Regions from separate parts of the Mus musculus genome. Here region 2 is linked to region 1. The links are chromatin contacts, called in public HiChIP or PLAC-seq maps. All regions are on one chromosome and are shown on one strand. Each heading gives the region's core, a stretch centred on a gene start, on an enhancer-like site or on the middle of the called end of the contact. The rest is flanking DNA. Distances are from core to core; before and after follow the strand shown. Region 1 overlaps Gm35967 (a long non-coding RNA gene). Region 2 has its middle 7.2 kb from the start of Gm41239.

The links. HiChIP or PLAC-seq counts read pairs in DNA pulled down with a chosen protein or histone mark.
Region 2: an H3K4me3 HiChIP or PLAC-seq map of bone marrow-derived macrophages shows a contact between it and region 1, with 4 times the contacts expected there. The contact joins two enhancer-like sites. A contact is called at or near these places in 2 of 39 promoter capture datasets (embryonic stem cells and liver), 1 of 484 Hi-C or Micro-C datasets (embryonic stem cells) and 2 of 115 datasets of contacts at active chromatin or transcription factors (CD8 T cells and bone marrow-derived macrophages).

Annotation. Positions count from the first base shown.
Region 1 is chr14:105,692,317-105,695,553 of GRCm38.p6, forward strand. All of the region lies in intron 1 of Gm35967 (a long non-coding RNA gene), which reads right to left. Among named protein-coding and RNA genes, the nearest start is that of Gm35967, 34 kb to the right of the region's middle. Within about 2 kb of position 1,570, at least 12 of the 459 cell types and tissues checked have an H3K27ac peak or open chromatin away from gene starts, as enhancers often do. A contact at or near this core is called in bone marrow-derived macrophages, where this site is marked.
Region 2 is chr14:105,813,965-105,817,270 of GRCm38.p6, forward strand. No RefSeq gene overlaps it. Among named protein-coding and RNA genes, the nearest start is that of Gm41239, 7.2 kb to the right of the region's middle. Within about 2 kb of position 1,502, at least 62 of the 459 cell types and tissues checked have an H3K27ac peak or open chromatin away from gene starts, as enhancers often do. A contact at or near this core is called in bone marrow-derived macrophages, where this site is marked.

The DNA of each region.
Region 1 (3,237 bases), core at 320-2,819:
AACAAGAGAGCTGGCCCAACTCTTCACCACCTACAGCACTCAGGAGAGCAGACCCTGTCCCTTGCCAGCTGTAGCACTGGGTTTGCTAGGCAGGACAGTGTTGGAAAGCTCACACTGGTGGTGTGAGTGAAGTAGAGCTGTCAGGCTAGCCAACTCAGCTACTATCTAGGACTTTGAATTGGCCTAACCAACATTACCCCATGTGTGACATTCTGGAGCATGTGAAGGGGCCCATCCTATAGATCCAAAGCTGTAAAATCTCCACAACACAGAGCCACAACAGACTATCCAAGGTGAGTCCCAGCAAGGATCCAGTACTGAGAGGGTAGCAGAAGCCAGGAACCTTGAACTAAATGGCTCAAGAAAAGCTGTTTAGGCAAAAGAGATAATCTCTGGCACACTGTGACACACTATATCTTCCCCAATGAGATTTTTTTTTAACTTAGTTTTCTTTTGGGGAGAGGTTGCAAGAGGTTGCATATGGAGGGTCAGGGAGATGAGGGGGACTGGGGTGTATGTTGTGAAATTACAAAAATAAAAATCAATTAAATATTTTAAAAACTAATCTCAGCCACTAGAAACCTGCCATCTGAATTCTAATACTATTAGTTTTTGAAACTAAGCTCATACCAAGACCATACAAACATCTAGCACTTCTATGTCTTCCTGAGGCAATTATTGAAAGTACTCTCCTTCTTAGTTATAGTATGTTTTCAGGAGCTGGGGTAGATTCAGGTACTCATAACTATGCAAGATTGAGAGGTACCAATCTCTGTTGCCACGACCTGAACATTGTCCCTGTACTATTCCTAAGTGGTCATGAATCTAACTATCCACCAAGATCAGTCTAGATCAGGATTTGCTCATTCATTCAAGAACTACTCAGTACTCTCTATGTTTATGTATGAGGCACAACTCAAGCTCTTGGGACTATTGTGAAGGATAAGATCTCAAAGGAGTTGGGGAGGGGAAATTAATCAATATATTTTATAGAAAATATCTATTGTCAATAAAAGAAAAATAATGGAAAATTTAAAAACATTTAATACATTTTTGAAAGAACACATTAAAAACAACAACAACAACATTGTTTTCAACATCTGTACATATTATACCCAAAATAAAACAGGGCAGATAAATTTTGACCTGTGTGGGTACTAAGTGGAGACAAGCTATCTGATTCAGTTGATCTGGGCCTAGTTAGTTTTTTGAGGAGCTACCTACAGGGCTGAGAGCAGGCAAAGAACTGCTCATACCTACAAGGAGCTCTCTCATGAATGAGGAAAGATGTGTTAGGTAGAGGCAAACCATGAAGGTTCTCCCAACTCGGGAGCTCAGATTTATGAGATTGAGCCTACAGCTCTTCTAGTTACCATTCCTTTGGTCTTCGTTTCCTCATCTCTACTTTCTCATCTGTAAAGCAGGGGAAGAGGAGTAAGCATATAGCAACCTTGAAGTGCCTTTGCATTTGATATAGAGGTGTCTGGTTGACATATAAATATCTGTACTAGCATGCCAACTTGTAAAGGAAAGGTTGAATCAGAAGATGTAATGACCACATGGCGTTTTGAGGTTTGGAGAAGGAAGTTGTTACGCAGTGGAAGGAGCAGACAGACATGTTGCTTAGAAACAGCTGAAGCTGCTTGGGTAACTTAAAAGAGACAAGAGAAGAGAGGTCCTAGTGGGGAACAATCCCCAAACTCAGTGCTGAGGACAATAGTTCATTATCAGCTCGAAGATTTGGGAGATTAATGAGCCAAACTGGGAGTTCTTGGATCATTGCAGTGAGACGGTAGCTGGATCTAGACACCCCCTGAAGATGTCTTCTGTCATGTTTTGGTTCCTAAGATGGAATGCCTTGAGCAGGCAGAGGCTAGTTACGCTTCTCTGTCTGCATAAGACCTCTTATCATGACTAGCTTGGACTCTCATAAATGTAGGTCCCATGTGGTCAGAATTTTTCCCAGTGACTTCCCTTAGAATGAGACAGAAAATGTAAAGTCTGCCTCCTATCAAGCCAGAACTTCAGACCCAGCTCTCTGAGAGCCCCGGCATTGGCCAGAGATGGCATCAATGTGTCCCAGTTCACACTCAGGCTTTGACAGAACAATGGTCAAAGGGATGTGGAGGGTTTTAATCGGTTCAAAGATGGTTCAAAGGTACCATTCTGGAGGGAAAGAAAGTGCTTGTACAACAGTCTGTCACACATCGCTTAGTCAAATTAGTACTTTATCTGAATCTATTTAGATTTTTCTGTTAGAATTATTTTATGTGTAAGAGTGTTTACCTGCATGCATGCATGCACACCTTGTGTAAGCCTGGTGCCTGAGGAGGCCAGAAAAGGACATCAGACCCACTGGATGGTTTTGTGAACAAAAATCCCACCCATGTTTAGAGCTACCTTGTTAAATGGAAGGATTCCTATGTGTCAGTCTCCAGAAAAAAAATGGAATAAGTGCCTAGGATGAGCAACATGTTGCTTTCTTCATCTTTAAAAAAAAAACCAGTCATGTTATCTTGGCATAGTAGAACACTCCTCTAATCACAGCACTTGGGAGGCAAAGATCGGTGCATCCTCTGTGAGTTCAAGACCAGCCTGGTCTACATAGTGAGTTCCAACCTAGTAAAGAATACATAGAGAAACGCTGTCTCAAAAAAAAAAAAAAAAAAAGTCATGTGCCTCAAAAATTGTTTATTTCTTTATAGTCATTTTCAAAAGTAGTGTATTTGCCTCTGTATCTCCCTTGTGCCATCTCATGGATATCTAAGTACTTATATTTTACTGCTCTCCAGGATGTGCAAAGTACAGAAAATTAGGTTTTAGGACAAGATTAGTTGCCAGAGATTGCTCAAGCAGTGATGAGTCAGAAGTCATATGACATTCCTGAACCAAATACTTCATATCATAGAGACAATTAGGAAAAAAATGGTGTCTTATATGCTAGTGATTTTTGTCCTTTCTGGAGATCATGGCTAATAATGTGTATAAACTATAAAATATGAAACAATAAATCTGCCTAAGAGCACTGTTGGCAATTGTCTATGTTATAGTCACTGAACATATATCATCACTTATCAAATTATCCTAGATACTTAAAATATATAGAAAAGGTATATAGAATTCAATAAATGTTCATTTTAATTATTTACTTCATGAATTAGCACCATCTATATTGCTTACAAACTTTATGACACAAAAAGCGATAGTTAATCACAGAAATACATATATTCAATTTAT
Region 2 (3,306 bases), core at 252-2,751, 120 kb after region 1:
CTTCCTAGCACCAACTTCTGACTTAGCTAGTTTTCCATAGCTTTGACAAAACATTATGATCAAGGCAACCTATATGAACAAGTGTTTAATTGGGCTAATGATTTCTAGAGGGCTAGAATTTGATGGCAGAGCAAGGCATGATGTAAGCATAGCTGAGACCACATATCTAGATCTACAAGCAGGAAAGAGAGAGGCACACTGGGAATGGCACAAGTCTTTTGGAACCTCAAGACTTTTTCCCAGTGACATAGCTCCTCTAAGGAGGCCAAACCTGCTAATCCTCCCGGAACCGTTCCACCAAGAGAGAATCAAGTCTCCAAGCATATGAGCTTACAAATGCCATGCTTACCCAAGCCAGCACCACCAGTATTCCAGAGTTTGGTTAATGTAACTAGTTTACCTACCCATATTAATGTCTATTTTATAATTTAAATTCATTCAGCTGAACATGTATCCCAATATCTGAGTGTTTCTAGATGAACATTCCTCATAAGACTTATGGCAGAAAAAAAAATGGCAAAACAAACAAGATTTGCAGTTAATGGAAATAAGATTTTCAAAGACTTAAATAGTAACTGTTTATGTGCATATTAGAAAAAAATCTGTGAGAGAGGAATTTATAGTCTGTAGTTTCACTACTGTGAATATTCATAGCTATAATCTGATAGAGTTTTAAAACATTCACACCGGAATCACAGGTGTGTTTATAAAGTCATTAGAGGCAAAATAATGGAATATTTAAGCTAAAACTGAAGCGTCTATCATTATCTTATTTTTATCTAACACAAGTTCATGGCTTTTAAAAATGATAATTTTTAGTATTTAATGTTTAAATCTGAGATACTCATAAACATGGTGGAAATATTCTCATTAAACATTATAATGTAGTTTAAAGATTTAGAATAGAATACTTTGATTAAAGAGACAATACTTGTGCTAGTTTTACTTAAAGGAAAAGTTGTGTTTAAGATGATACCACGTTCCGTTAAAGGGCTCAAGAACTCAGCTGGATTTTGTCAGGAATATTAGCTTTTCCCACAGGTATTCGGGCCGTTTGCACATCACATTTGTTTAAAATTGTTGTTTAAATATAAGTTATTAAATCATAGGATGAGATGAAGGCATCAAATGTGGTTCTACATATTTTGGGGAGGAAGAACAGTAGAAATTGGGTATAGGTTTTTACCTACTGTCTGAAAAGGCAATGGAATTATGTTATCTTTTAAGTGAATGTGTGTGCATTAGTTCTCTCTCTCTTTCTCTCTCTCTGTCACACACACACACACACACACACACACACACACACACACACACACACAGTGGAGTTAAAAGAGAGAAAAAAAGAGTAAAAGTTCACTGTAACCTGGTGATTTATTGGGGAAGGCTCAGCAAGCTCACATAAAAACTGAAGCGGGGAAGTGGTCGGACATTGGGTCAAATCCCCATTCACATGTTGCGTAATAAAGGGCTGACTGCACCCTTTCAGGCTTGCCTCTACTCAGAGACAATGGCAACTGCAGAGCAAGACTAATAACAGGATTTAGCATAAATCCACCACAGGAAGTGAACAGTGGTAGTGGCAAATAATTAGCCAGGAAACATTCTACAGGAGCGCCGGGACGCATCCGTGAACTCTCCGACTCTCAGTCCGCTTCGGATCATGAAAATATCAGTAGTTCTCAGCGATCGTTAATTTTTGGGTGTTTGTTGTAAGATGGCTTTTCCCCCCACCCCCACCCCCCTTTTTTTTTTCTTTTCACAAGCGGGCCTGATTTTTCGTGTCCTAATTTAGCAGCCACAGCCCAGGGGTTTGGAGGCTCAAGGGAGGGGTTTAGAACGTTCTCTTTTTCTCTCCTGCCGATGCTTTTTTTTTTTTTTATTGCAAGGTGGATAGTGTTTATTTTGCACGGCTAACAAGTGAGTTCAAAGCAATAACACTCCTCTTGAACTCCTGCCAGAATCCCGGAGCTGAAGCTCCCCTGCGTGGCAGAGCTGACCTATGCTCTCAAAGCCTAATTAATTTGCAGAGGAATGTCAAAATGACAGGTCCACCACCTGCTTCACTTGACACTTAAAAGGAAAGCTAAGTGGGAGTGTAAAAGGAAGGAGAGGTGTCCAAAGCAGCTCTCCTGTGCATGCCCTGATTTCTGAGACCCTGAAGCACGTTGCTGGGAGTCTCCATTTCCACATTCTGAGCTCTTCATTTCTGTCCGTGTTTGAAAAAGTGCTAGTAAATGGTCACGCCATTGTATTAGGGCCAATGCTGCCACTGGACGTGGCTTTGAAGTTCTTTCTGTCAAATACCTATCTGATTTTGTCATCTCAGAGCAGCCAGCAGAGACTCTTGTTTTCTCCTTTTAACTCCTTAAAACCCACTTTCTCCAAAGCCAAGAGAACAGGCATGAACTGTGGCTGGAGACCAACTGTCATATCAAAATCCTAAACTGAACGTTAAAAACTATAATTCTGGACATTCAGTCCAGCTCATCTGAGAGGTATCTCTGTTATATGAAGTCACAAAATCAGGAAAGAGCAGATGAAGGTCTCCAGCGTCGTATCGACTGATTTCATAATACAGTAATGAGGGTTTTTTTTTAAGACTTCTAATAAAAACATAACTCTGGAGCTGGGCGTGGTGGCCTACAGTCTTAATCCCAGCACTTGGGGAGCTGAGGCAGTATGAAGTGGGGGGGTCAGAATACCAAGCTTTAGTTCAGCTTGAGCCACCTAGCAGGATCCTGTCTCAAAATAATAACCCACTTATTAATTACTTAGGTGACATTGGTATATTGCTCTCAGTAAGTCACCCACAAGTCAGATTCCCAGGCCTTGACCTTAGATCTTTAATATTGCTCCCAACCTTGCTGTGTCTTACGTAAGTTAACTCCTTCAGACTCTGGTGAACAGAAATCTTATCTTCAAACACTGTCTGTCTTTTATGCATTTTGAGTATATATATGTGTGTGTGTGTGTGTGTGTGTATGTATGTATGTATGTACACATACACACACACACACACACACACACACATATATATATATATATATATATATATATATATATATATATATATATATAAAATGTTACTCTTCAACACTGAAGTCCATAATTCAACATACTATTGGCTATTAAAAGGACACCTTAGAACTGCTTCTTCAGGGCTGGTGAGATGGCTCAGCGGTTAAGAGCGCTGACTGCTCTTCTAAAGGTCCTGAGTTCAAATCCCAGCAACCACATGGTGGATCACAATCTGATGTTGTCTTCTGGAGTGTCTGAAGACAGCTACAGTGTACTTACATTTGATAA